2 separate regions of the Anas platyrhynchos genome follow, and region 1 is linked to region 2. A link is a contact called in public Hi-C data. All regions are on one chromosome and are shown on one strand. The core of a region is the stretch at or near the end of the contact, and the rest is flanking DNA. Distances in the headings are between cores, read along the strand shown.

The links. A called contact is a pair of places that touch in the nucleus more often than the background predicts.
Region 1: a contact with region 2 is called in a Hi-C map of F5 follicle, with 2.2 times the contacts expected there. The contact joins two enhancer-like sites. A contact is called at or near these places in 3 of 8 Hi-C or Micro-C datasets (F5 follicle, liver and subcutaneous adipose tissue).

The regions. Positions count from the first base shown.
Region 1 is chr2:126,036,720-126,043,827 of IASCAAS_PekinDuck_T2T, reverse strand. The region is part of intron 6 of IGF2BP3 (insulin like growth factor 2 mRNA binding protein 3); the gene reads right to left. Among named protein-coding and RNA genes, the nearest start is that of MALSU1, 46 kb to the left of the region's middle. Within about 2 kb of position 5,472, at least 1 of the 8 cell types and tissues checked has an H3K27ac peak or open chromatin away from gene starts, as enhancers often do.
Region 2 is chr2:125,942,224-125,949,000 of IASCAAS_PekinDuck_T2T, reverse strand. It overlaps TRA2A (transformer 2 alpha homolog), which reads right to left. Exons shown (of 8, transcript XM_038175710.2): 5 at 1,628-1,743; 6 at 993-1,100; 7 at 216-283; 8 at 1-47. The coding sequence ends at 37. Among named protein-coding and RNA genes, the nearest start is that of TRA2A, 21 kb to the right of the region's middle. Within about 2 kb of position 2,155, at least 3 of the 8 cell types and tissues checked have an H3K27ac peak or open chromatin away from gene starts, as enhancers often do.

The sequences.
Region 1 (7,108 bases), core at 4,223-6,722, 92 kb before region 2:
GTGATCCATCACGCCGAAGAGCAACCCGGTGCTCTCCTCCCCTCAGCCTCTCCACACCGGCTGAGCTCCCACAAAACACGATGCTCCCTCCCCATGCCATCCCACCGCATTAAGCGATATTGGGGAGCGTGGCTTCAGCTTCACACAACGCTCTGGTACCCAACTTCTGGGCAGCACCCGCTGAAAAGCAGCCCCTGCACCATTACAGCATTGAGGTTGCGATGACAGCACTGACAGGAGAAAGGCAGAAGGGGCATGGTCTGAGAGCAACCATTTCAACGGAGCAAGGAGGCCCCAGGCTCACAGCTCTGCCTCCTCCTCTCCACACAAATTCATGCTTTTGTCTGATGGACGTGGAGTTTCACTACAGAGGGCACATCACTCACATTATCAGCTATCTGATACACCAATATCACCAAAACACGCATTGATTTGGGGCAGTTTATGAATGCCAGGCTTAATCTGGGACAAAAGTTTACGGAGGGATTTTGTTTAAAGGCTTAATTTAAATTAAAAACACTCAGGGGAGGGCAGGAGGTTTCCATTTCATATTAAAGAACCCACCAACGTTTTCTCTTTTTTTTTTTTTTTTTTTTTTAAAAAAAAAAGCTCATAACAACCGTATGCTCTGGAGCAAGGCCTTTGAAATGCCGAAACCTAATCCTGTCTCTCCCCTCGCACATTTGCATGTAGTTACAGCCAGTTTGCCATCCGCTGCCCTCTGCAACAGCTTCACCCCTGCAGCAGAGGTAGTGGGAGATGCTCGCCACCCACCTATGGTTTCAGGGGGAGCCAGGACGCTCATCTCCTGGGTGTCCCGGCCCTGTGGTCTCCTGCCGCTGTCGGAGGTGAGAAGTAGCCTTGGTCATGAGAAGTGGGATAGAGGTACCGAGACTAAGCAGCAAAAAAAGAGGATAACCTGCCCCTTGACCTCACAGGGAATAGCCCCACGTCTGTGAAATACTCCAGCAGGGCAGTAAAGAGCTTATAGAAGGAGTTCTTGTCTTTGGAGCACCGTTTAGTAAGGGCTGATAATAAATAAGGCCTAAGGCAAGCCCGCTTACAACAAGGAAAGCCAAGTATTGAATAACTGATCGCTGCTCATTAAATACTCGTGTTCACCAAATGAGACAGGTCCTTCTGGGACAGGAGGGAAGGGTAATTGCTCCCACGATGGGAGAATCTCCTACAGCACATGGCAAAATACACGTAGAGCTGCACTGAAATTTGCTGAGGCTATTTCAAAGCTGACATTTCTCTATGTTTACTGCACGGACTTTGGAGAGCATTTTGCTATGCAAAATGCTGTGCTTACAAGAACAGTATGGGACTGAGCAGCACAGCTCATGGATCTTGTCATCCCATGGATTTGCCTCTCAGGTTCGAGCTGCACGGAGTTGCAGTACCCAAAAGGCATTTTCTGGAGAAGTGGTCTGAAGGTTTTCCCTTTCATGTAACCTGAAAATAACGTTTTTGGTTGCAAGTGTCTTCAAACCTCTTTCTCAGTTGAGTCTTACTGGAATGAGTCTTTTTAAAATCAGCCAGGAAGCTGAAGAGCTACTGGAGAGGAGCATGGCACCATCAGGCAGCGCAGTTGCACAAGCCCCGTTTGTTTTTGGAAACAAACCCCAAGATGCTGGAGAGATGAGCACCAGCCTTTTTGCCAACACGTTGGTGGTAGGCTCCAGATTGACATGCATCCCAGCTCCTTCCCTTCCACGCATTCATTTGACAAGTCCAGACACTGCTTCTTTCCCAAAACGCTTCAAGCTTACCTGGCTTTAAAACATCTCAGAGCAGAATCCAGCACTAACACAAACTCTTACATTAAAGCAGTACAAGAGATGTCTCATTCTTCCTCAGAAGTGGCAGGAGAGGAGAAGACTAGGCTTCTTGTTTGCAACCAAGCCACATACGTAGGTTGCACAACAGATACTGTAAAGCAACAACTGACATACCACGCTTTTCCTGGAAAGTTTTCCTGGAAAGAAGGTTGCAGTTTTTCTACTTCGAAACAATTTCTAAATTGTTGAATGATTCTGTATGACTACAAGTGCCTTAAATTCAAAGCAAACTCAAAAAAGGTCATTTTCCATTTCAGGAAATCAATCGTGTTAGCAGCGAACAACCCCAGGCTACCAAAACCATGTGATGACAGGGAAAAATAATTCAAATATTGAACAAGTTGGTTTTAAGTATTTGAAAGCAAGCAGGCTTTAAAGTTCACTTCTCTAGCTTTAATATTAGAGGTTAGCATCTAGAGATACTACGATATCACATGTTTAACTAGCCCAGATATTTATAGAGAAAACCTTAAACTAATGAATTCATCCTCTGAGTCACAGTTCTCCCTATTTTACAGGCTGACTGTTTTGTAATCCGAGTCGATCAAGTGACAAGAAGCCAGAAGAGTCAGAAAACACTGCTCTCCCAGCCGTGCGTGGAACTGAGGCTTCCCAGGCAGGTGTCTCGCTCTCAGCTCTGGTTCATGCCCACAGAAGCGAGCGCAGCGATGACTGATTGTCAGTAATGCAGGGAGAAGACAATGCCCACAGCTGCTGAGAGATCACTTGGTGCTTTGAGCCTGGCCTTCAGTTTTCCAACATTTGACAGTTTTCACTAGGTCCTTAATATGCTGTCATAGCACCTTTATTTAACCGTGCTGAAGTTTTCTGTGGCATAAAATGAGGCTATGATCAGGCAAGATTACACTCTCTTCAGGAGGCCTTGAGCACCAGTAATGACCAAGTTTCAGAGGCAAAGTACTGCTTCAGGAGAGAGAAGGAAAAATAGAAAAAAAATCCTGAAAAAAAAATGTCAATGGATTTAAGCCACAGGGTCCCTAATCTTACTCTGGTGCTAGCATCATGGAAAAAAAAAAAAAAAAACAAAACAAAAAACATTAGAACTTGCCATCAGGAGAGCCATCCCCACTCCCTGTGGGAGAGGGAGCCTCAGAGGAAAGCAAGGGATGGTTTCTTCACACCCCCAGTGGCATCTGCTTGAGTGAAGGCTACAGGAGATCCCCACCACACTGCCTACCACCATTTTGGCAGTCTACCAAAAACCATGCTAAATTCAGCTCCTTTCATCAAGCACATCCTCAAACAGGCTGACCACCTTGGAGACCCGAATCCAAGCCACACCAACACAGCCACTGCTTTTATGAGGCCTCTGCCTTCCCAAACAGAGCTGGGCATCTCCATGACCACAGTCATAAAGGTCTCACAGGTCACCTCTGCCATTATCGGTGCCCAGTCTTTTTCATGGGGCCTAAAAGCCTTCGGGTGACTCCATGATGGCAGGGATGGAGAAAACTTCCATAAGCTTCCTCATTAAGAGGTAACCCCTCCTATTACTTTTTTTTTTTTTTAATATTTATAGGAAAACTGAAAATGTTTATATTTCATATGCCAGCAAGAGCTGGTAGACAAGAATCTCACTGTAGTTCAGAAAATATTCTGTGAAATAAAACAAAGACTGCCGCAACCACTGCCTGTGCTCTGTGAAACTGTACAGCAGCCTGCCTTATGTTCAGGTAACATCTATTCAGAGGAAGATCTCTGCAAGATTTATATCTTTAAATAAACATTTTGTAAATTAGTCACCTGAGTTTTTTCCCCCATCAAAATTACACCTCATGGCTGTCCTCTTGCAAACTTCCTATGCGGAGATATTTGCTCAGCCTTCTTCTCCCTTCTGATGCTAGCAGAGGTTAAATATCCTAAATAAATGAATACAGTAGAAGCACCAAGTCTTGTGCAGGAAATCATTCATCCATTGATAGCGTGATCACACTAAGCACTAGATGGAGAACATATTTCACTCCCACATGCAGCTTGTACATACACCATCTTTCATTTTTCCTCCCTAAACAGATACATTTGCATACCGAGAAGACAGATTTACATGGTAATTTTTCCTCAGCATAAAGATTTTTTTTCCACATTAAGTAAAAATATAGTTTTCATTAGTATTTGTGAAAATAAAAACAAAGCAAAAGACAAATCTAAGCTTATAATCATATACCACACCAAATTTTCAGTCTTATCGTTCCTATGGCAACATTAGTCCTGACCCATGATGGAATATAAAAGTATTAGTTATGTGAACTCTCATTCATTTGTCAAGGATACGTGTGGTGTGCACACAGCTTTGTGCCTCGTTGAAAGGGTAAAAAAAAACCCTGTTTTTGTATAGATTCTAATTAAAAGGTGATCACTAGCATCTTATAGTAATATATCTACCTGTATCTGCGAAAACACAGATCCCGAGCTCCTCACGTTGCAGCCAGCAGCTAAAACACACCATCACTTATGAGACACAACCAACAGGCATATCTCACTCCTGAGCTAGAAAAAAAAATGAGAAAATGGACATCCAGCCCCATCTTCAAACGATAGGCACCACCTCCACAGGCATGAAGCCAACTTTGCACAAAAAACCTTCCAAAACCCTGGGAAGAGCTGAATCCTGTAGCATGTACAAGATGCCTACAAGCTACATTTTGGGGAGGGAAAGAGGAGGCAGCATGACTATGAAGCCAACAGCCACAAGGACATGGCCAGCCTGTCCTGGATCGACAAGGGGAGAGGAGGGAGTCCCCTTTGGTGAGCAGGCCCCAAGACCTACATGGCACTGGTTGTGTGTTCAGCCTCAACTGCACACACCGGGCTCTGCCACTCCTCTCCCCCAAACATTCCAGAATCCACTGCAACAGTCAGTAACCGCATGTGCAAGCACAGTGTGCACATGCTTTTTAAGACCCTCCTTAACTTCTGGTGAAGATGAGGCTTCCTCCCTGCAGCTGCTTGCAGGAGGGCAGGTTTGGGGTCACAGAGCTCCCCAGGCAGTCTCAAGTCTTCTCCTTGCTACTCAAGGAGTATGAGTGGATCTCCCTGGCCTGTGCATGACTTGGTGCTTGCAAACCTCCTGGGCCTCCTGCAGACACCTGGTCTGCCCACTTGAGGATGAGGAGCACCATCCTGCTTTCCTTGCCCAGCCAGCATCACACCTGCTCAGCTAGGAAAGAGACAGTGTGGTGACAGGTCAAAGCCACAGACCTCTATTCCAACTAGAAACCAGCAGCTGGGCACCTCACATCTCAGATTTTGGGTGCTGTGTGCTCTGTCCCAGACTTACTGCTTAAAAGAACTGCAATGTTCTTCACTAATTTTAGTCTCAAAGTTGATTTTGGATGCGGTGCTATACTGTATATGCCGCAATTACAGTACCAGCCTAGAAAAGGGGGGGGGGGGGGAGGGAAGACCTCTGCCACAGCAATTAGGCTTGCAAGACAGAGGAATGCTCAGTTTCCCAGCTGGGTGGATCCAAGAGCTTTATACACAGTACCACCCTTCAAGCCAAGCATACCACACTTGTATAAAACTGCTTATCAGGAGCATCTCCAGGCTGTTCCAGCACCATCACGGCAGAGTGCCACATGCACACACTCCGGCAGGCAGGGCTATGCCGTACAGCCTGTCCAGAGGGGAAGCAGCCAGCTCTGCATGGTTTGTCAGCCAACACTTAGCTGTGAAGTTAGGGAGTGCACTGAAAAAAGTTGGTGAGATGCTCAGGACTGGGAGCCCACTGCATGCAGCACCACAGGGAACGGACGGTCTCAGTCCTTGCAACAAATGGGTAATAGCATTGTTTGCCCTCAACAGTTAAGTCTCACAAGGCAGAGCTCGTTATCAGCTGCTGAATCCCAAGCAGCCTATAAACAGCTTCCACAAAGTCGGTTCTTGTTGCTCCCACCACTGCACAGGCTGACCAACACTAACTTTTATCAGATGTCAGCACTCGTGCACCGCCCCCCTTCCAAAGCCATTGCTGCCCACCATAACCAGTTCCAAGAAGCAAAGCTAGGTCACATCTAGCAAAACATCCAACTGAAACATCACCACAGCTACTATAGATCAGCCACGCATGCATATACCCTGTTGTGATTCTACATTACAATTCCTTACTGTTTTTCCTTAAAAAATACCCACTTCTCCTGGGGGTTGCTAAGTGGTTGCAGGCCTTCACCCTAAAGCCAACCATCCTCATTTAACATTTTCCTTATGGAAAACAGGCTTGTGTCCTTAGGCAAACTCAAGTCCCTCTCAAGGCATTCACCACACAAATCAAGGCTCTTCTACTTGCCCTACCTGCCCAAGGCAGCTGACACTGTGTCATCATTCAGCCGCTTCAGGTCCTCTTACCAACACTTGCGCTGGATGCTAGTTCACCTGCTTTGAACTCAAGATACCTTCAGTTACGTTCATGTGATTTCTCATGCAAAAACAAATTTATCTCAGTTGCTTCCTCGCAGGCTTGGCTTATCTCAGCATTTTCTCGGTATTAACCTCAAAATTTAACAAGTACAGGCTGAGGGGGAAGAAATTGTACTTTGTTGTCTTCAGTTTCAGCATGGAATGCACAAATCCAAGAACCCACACCACAGATGACAGATCAAAAATATGCATCATGCTTCTTTCCATGGTATTTTAGGTACTTCCTTCTTACATTTTCAAAGAGGGAATTAGCACATGCAGGATTTCTAACATTGCACCATAGGCTTCTTCAGAACGAGAAATTCAACATCTTTCTTAATTATTGTGCAACAGAATTAAAGAAGAGCCTGAAGAACACGTTGAATGATTCAGGTTTTGAGAAGGTAAGTTTAATAGTGAATTGAAGAAAACTACTGTTTGCTTCAGCTCCACTATGTATAATAGGCACACTGTTGACACAAGTTTCCCATCACATTTGCTTAGAGTACACTAACAAGTAACCTAACACTTGGAAAGATGAAACATGTGTTGCATTCAAGTTGCACAGAAGTCCTAATTACTTAATTATGTGTACAAATTTATTTCATTTGTAATTGTATATTAATGCAAACCATAAGCATAGCCCGCATCTTAACTGCTGGTTTTAGTTAGCCACAAGGTGGCAGAAATTTCAAAGTTAAAAAAAGAAATTCATTGCAGGCTATTCCCTGGGTTGGGTTTTGTTTAAACCTGCTGTGGTCATAAAGGAGGAGGAAAATATGTTTATGTCCCCAGATTAGGAATTAAGAAAAAAAGACTTCTGTGTTTCTACCTGCAGTGGAAAAGCA
Region 2 (6,777 bases), core at 906-3,405:
TAAAAATCATGTCCTCAACTGTAACTCCTCTCATCTTCAATAGCGCCCTGGAAAAAAAAAAAACAGACATCATTACTGTGAACAAACAGTACACATGAACACAAACACTGGAAGTGCCCAGGTTTTTTGTTTTCAGAACTCCCACTGATCGATTATTAGACTAGTAACAAGCCTTATGCTGGCCTGATTCTATTTTTTCCTGTGTATTTACTTACTTGGACTATAGGAACGGGATCTTGATCGTGATCGGTACCGGCTATAGTAAGGCGATGGTGATCGTCTCCTTTAAGGAAAATTAAAAAAGAAAACAAACATCATCATAATGAAAGAAGCCTCATTCACATTTCTTCTACAGAACAAAACCATTTCCTTAGCACTGACAGATTTGGCCAGCATGAAAGAGTTCAGCTTTATTTGGCTGTGGCTTATAGCTGTTTAACAAATGCTTTCACATTTCTCTATCTGATGGGTTTAAAACTATGTGGGTATTTCTACAGAACATTTAATAAACTCTCACTAGCCCTGCAAACACCTAAGTGCTTTTACAGATGCCTACAATTCTTGTTGTACAACATTCTCTGAAACTAGATAACTTTCAAAACAGTCAGATAGCTATGAAATGTCAAGCATTAAAAACCCCCATCTACAAATAACCTCTTCTTTAACAGCACTGTTTGTCAGCTGTTCCTGATTCTATATCCAGTATGGAAAAAGTCCTCTTCCTGTCTGTCCACTACGTTTGCAGAATATATGCTCTACCTTCTCCAGGTAGCAAAATTAACCTCTCACTTAATTATTTAGTATGTAGCTGAATTACCGAGGCACTGAAGATGACAACTAATCTTACCCAAACTATCGTAACAAGACTCTCGAACAAAGCAAGCACATATATCGAATCTTGGTACAAAGAGTCACTTTTTTTTTTGCCACTTAACTTCTCAATTTCCCCCCAAACCCACTTTTCCTACAGAGATAAAATTAAAGTTATGCACCTGTATCTGTAGTCATATTCTTCGTATCTGTCATAACCTCTGTCATACCCTCTATCATAGTAAGAGTCACGGCGACGACCTGCTCCGCCACCACCACCTCCTCCACTGCTATTAGGGAAAAAAAGAGCAGGAAGTACTTCAGATTCTACTCTTCATCAAATTAAATAATTCAGAAACTTTTTCCAGTGTTCTTGTAAATGAGACACTTAAGATGAAGCAATTAATCTAATGATTAAACGTTCAAAGAAAAACATTTAAAATAACACAACAAAACAGATAAAATCAACATCAAGGTTTTCAGGCTAATTCACATCAAAATCAAAGGCAAATGGACAGCCTAATATTTAAGTAAGCTAAAGGTGCCTTAACTGGTTGTGCTGGATGTTTTTTTTTTTAATAACATATTCAATCTTTTAAATAAATAAAAATACAGGAAACTACAGTAGGACTTAATAGTATATTAAGCATATACTGAATCACAGTAACACAATTATATTAATACCTTTGTGAGAAGATACAATTGGCGTAACTCTAAAATTAAAAAAAGAAGTCTGCAGTTCAGTTTTTCAACCAGACTTCAATCGTTCAGTTGAAATTAATTTAATCCCACTGAAGGAAATGAGCAAACTCCTTACTGTGTTGGCCTGCCCATGTAGATGCCTGGAGTGGGTGTATGTGCTCTCTTGGTGATTGAGTAATCCACCCGAATCCTCCTGCCATCCAGCTCCATACCGTTTGCATGCTCCATTGCCTGCAGGAAAGAGAAGGGACGGTGGACGTGAAACCTACAACCCACTAAGGAAAACTGTGTGCAAAACACACTATTTTCTGTTAGAGAAACAAGCCCCGACCTTGTTTTATTTAGCCTGGTTACTAGTGCCCCACTGTGGCGAATGGCTGGTCTCTGTCCCCCGGCCCGTCCGCCAGCAGTGCTACAGGGCTGCACTGGGGCGCGGGAGCAGCGTGCCACGCAATCCCTTTCTAAGAAAGCACAGGGCTACCCACTAACACAGTCAATTTCTTTGTAGGGGACTTCGCCTACCAGCCCATCAGAAAGGTAAACAAAGTCCAAGCAGCTTTTCCTGAAAACTGCATCTTTCCTAGCGCCGTCCCTGACCCAGAGGGGATGGGCGGATTCAAAAGCTGTGCAAAACAGTGGCTTCCTGTAGGGTGCATATGGCCGGATTACTGCTAGTCGGCTGCCATTTCATGCTCTCCCAGCCTCCTGCCATCTCCCTTACAAGGACCTACTCCAGCAGAGCTTAGTAAAATGGCGGGTTCAGCCTACATGGATACCTAATTACAACCTTCCTCCCCACTCACTCTCACAATAGCAGCCAGCTAAAGCGATACGCAGGAGGGTCTGCGCTTGAGAAGCCTCTGCCTTCAGACCCGCTCGCAGCTCGTGCACACGCTCGCTGGGTGTTCTAGCCCCTGCTTCTTTGCTCTTTCAATCAATACAGTGGTCTTTCTCAAACTCTTAATCAGTAAAGTAGTTTTTCAGAGGACCACAGCGTACTTTTGAGATTTACATTCAGGTGATAGCAATTAAAAAATAAAAGAATAACCACATTTTACAATTAATGCTGGACTTCATAGTTATTAAAATTTTCAAAGCCAAATTTTTTTTGATCCTTCCTCACCACTACTCTTGGATCTCCTAAATACTACTTTACAACCCAGTTCATCCAACACATGGTATTTTTTTTTTTTTGTGATAAATATACTGTTTTAATCTCAAGTTAAACAACAGCAAAAAGACAAATCTTGAGTTTAACCGTGAGGCACAATGCACAAGCCTCAAATCATGGTAGAGAAGAGCATTTTCTTTTTTTTTTTTAATTTTTAAAAATGAAATTAGCAACTGTTTAGAAATGTAACCTTTTTTTTTTTTTTGTGGTTCTATAAAAAAGATTCTACTGAATGAACACAAGCTATAGAGGAGAACACAAAAACCTGACACCCACAAGATCAAACTGTCTCCAAACTGGAAGTGACTGAGTTATCACTATCATATTTATCTGCACTTAGTTTGTGCTTTAATAATTCTGTTTATATCTATGCTATATCGCCACCTAGTGAGCTCTGCTCCCACACAGCAATCTAACAACTAGAGTTGGCTAACTGCAAGGCTGAGCCCAAGAGCATGTCAAGTTTCTCAACATATCCTGAAATATGTTTTGTGAATTAAACATGACCATTAGCTTTAGTTTCCTAGCTTTGAAATGTCTTTAAAGATCTTGCTCCACAAGGATGAAAGAACTAAAAATAAATCTGTGCATTCATGTTATGAGCGTATATGCACATATCAATAAAACTGAATGCTGCTCAAAAGCTGGCTGAAAAATCAGCATCTTGATGAAAAGCATTTTTCTGGAAAAGTGGCGACACGCAATGAGTCTTGGAAGGAAAGGAACTTTCCGCTTCATGGCACTTTTATGTCTGATCAACAACTTGCAGCCAAAAACTTAGCTGATAACCAGCCACCTGAACTCCAGAACACCTGGCACCTGTTTTGTTTAGTTAAAAGAACCAGAACCTCTTTTAAGAGGAAGGAGGAAGAGTTCTTCAGTGCAGGGAGCAGTACAGAGAAAAGCAGGATACCAGCAGGGTAGCTGATGAATTAATTGAGACTTGATAGTTTGTCTTGGAAATACCAGGAAATGCCTTGTATTTCAGCGGATAAAGTGAAAACATAAAGTAAACCACCATAAATACAGAAATAATTTTGGTGGTATCACTCACATTCAGTCCTTTGCAAATGGAAAATTCTTAACTCTTTGAAACAAAGTACTTCAGAGGACTTCATTAACTAATGATTGCTTTGGTATGAAAAAAAGTCTATTTTAAAACATACTTCAGACAAGTGATACCACAGTATTTATGTTGTACAAAGACTGTCAAAACATATTCATGACCCTACTTACTTTTAAGATTTTTCCTTCAATTAAGAACACCTTATATTCAAATTTAAGATTTTACTTTTTTTTTTTTTTTTTTTTTTTTTTTTTTAAGAGTAGCATGTTGCATTCAAAACAAATTTCAGTTTGCTTCTCCTGCTACTTTGGGCATACATGAACACTAAGAATATTCAAATTTCAAAGGTAAAAGAAGTTGCATACTTGCTTTAACAACGAAGAAAACATTTTCCAACACTATCTCAAAGATAGAAATATATTTTCCAGATCAAACAAAACACGTTTAAGGAAAAAATCAAATTACACTGGGGTTGAAAAGACAAGTAATACCTTCTTATGAGCCTTTAACTGTCAGTTTATTTTTATTTCAACCTGGATTTTCTTCCAAATATCTGAGCATTCTCAAAAGACTGGCACGGCTTTTGCAAGATGACAGTAAGCAAGCAAGCAACCAGGATTCCCATAAACGTACACTATTAGTTTGGGTTGCAAACTCTGAAGAAAAACTGACTTTGTAGGCCAGCATATACATCTCTATGTTGGCAGTCAGAAGACACAGAATAAGACTTGTGTACAAAACGTATAATAATCTTAGATTACAGTTCTACACCTAGAATAGTCATTGCATATATGATATTCTAAAGGTATTAGAATTTAGGTATAGTAGATTGATTATACTTAAAGAGTCAAACAAGCAATTTATGGTGGGACTCATTTTTAAAAATATTTTCAGGGTAAGAGACTTTTTTCTTCCCCCTTTTTTTTTCCCAGCCTGTGTCTTTCCCTAGTTATAATTAAGGCCACCAATAAAAAGATCATTTCCCTTGTGGACACAACATGGGATGAACAGACAATCGATTAATTTCCCACCCCCCCCCAGTACACTGGTATCAGTAGTTTAGCCCTGAATTTTATGAGGATGTCTGAAAGGATGTTCTGGGGAAAAAAAGAAAAAAAAAAAGTGATGGGAAGAAGAAACAAATGAGGAAACCCAGCTTTCTATACTTACTGCAGCATGCCGAGTTGAATTCAAGTGTCTATTTCACCTCTGAGCAAGAGTTGTTTACATTCTCTGCTTTGAGGTTGCTTTTTATTTAAATATAATAATAGCAAATATTTTTTTTTTCTTTCTGGGCTCAAACATCTATTGATTATTTAGATTCTTTTTAAAGCATACCTTGAAGAGTTGTATATAGTCAAGAAATACAGGATTTTAGAGAACCAGAATGAGTAACTGGGTATGTTTCTGTACGAGCAATTTCATGGTATTTCATGGTCTCCAGAAATCTGAAACTTGTAATTCAAAATATCTAAAACCTTCTCATGTTCTTTTCTGGTACATCAAGGGTTCTTTTGATACTACAAACACCACTTAAACATTTCTTCAATAAGCTTTAGGAGAAGCTTTAGTCAGTAACAGTGCTTCTAAAACTGGTCTGCTTGCACCACAGATTAAATGTCTTGCAAATTAAAATGAAAAACAAGACCAAAGCACCTGTAATCATTCTAGTCTTTGGCAACTGAGTTAACAGCTCAGTCTGTCTGCATAAAGTTTGCCTTGATTGCTAAAAAAACTACTTCAGAAAATTGTTCCGAAAGATGGTCAAAACTGTAAATAGCATGTAAGTCGCATTAGGAACTAAGAATTCCCTACTGCCAACAGCTGTTGTAGTTAATGCTTCTCAGATGAGTTCTCGCTACAGACACACAATACTTTCACAGTAGCCTCAGCTTTAACAGCTAAGGGTTGATAGTATGAATTACTGAGAAGTTGGATAGTTGCATATGAAATCCCTGCCTGCCACACTAAGAATCACCTCCCTAGAACACCCAATGCTTTTTACTCACGATTCTCTTACTGCTAACCCTGAGATAATCATTCTGCCTCCCAACTTTTTTTTTTTTTTTAATCCTGCTACATGGGTCTGTATTTTTTCTGTAAACCCTGGAAGAAATGCTAATAATAATGTAATGAGCAGGTGAACATCCTTTAATACTTAGCTAAACTATTTCAAAATGGACACCTCAGTGCCAGTGTTGCAAATGCTGAGAACTATAAAAGAAAATATCTTCAGAAACAGGTCTGCAACAGAAATGTATGGATCTCGTTCTCCACATAAGGGTACTGTGCTCCTCACACGGAGTTCTGAAGACTTAGAGTAGCAATACAATGTAAGACAAGCCATTGCAACAGACAAGGCCAAAAAGGAGTACCAAATACTAATCTTCTAACTTTATGTAAACAAAGATGTAGCTTCATAAAAAAAATCAGAACACATATCAACCTTTTAACCAGCTCAGTAACTGACACAATTTGTAAGAATGGTTACTCATGATGACAAAGCTTCCCAACAAGATCTGCGCTGCAACACAATCCACACTGGGCTGGGACTGACCTACCTTAAACCAAGTACAAAAGCTTAAACACGCTCACAACCCACTTCGTGTCACTGAGTATCAACAGTGTTTGAGAGTGCATCAGCCAAGATGCTTCCCAGTGTACCCCTCTTGGAAGAACAACAGTAAAGATGCTTTGAAATCGTTGTTGTCCATTCCCCTGTACTCCCCAGGAACAGGGTTCTACATCTATTTAGTCCATCTATGACTGCTGAACTGAACTGCAGCCTTTTAAAGCATCTCATGTAATGAGTTTCACATTCCCATTATTCAGAGGCTTTTTTTTGTTTGTTTGTTTTTCTATTAAGACAAAATGTATTTACTTGGAACAAAAGTAGCACAAGTAACATTGCTATTACCCATACCGAACTTTTCAGATTTGATCCATCTTCCACAAGGGATTAGTTTATGTCCTTCAGTCCTCCTACAGGGCCTGCCACAGATTTTCACACCTATAGCTAGATTCTCTT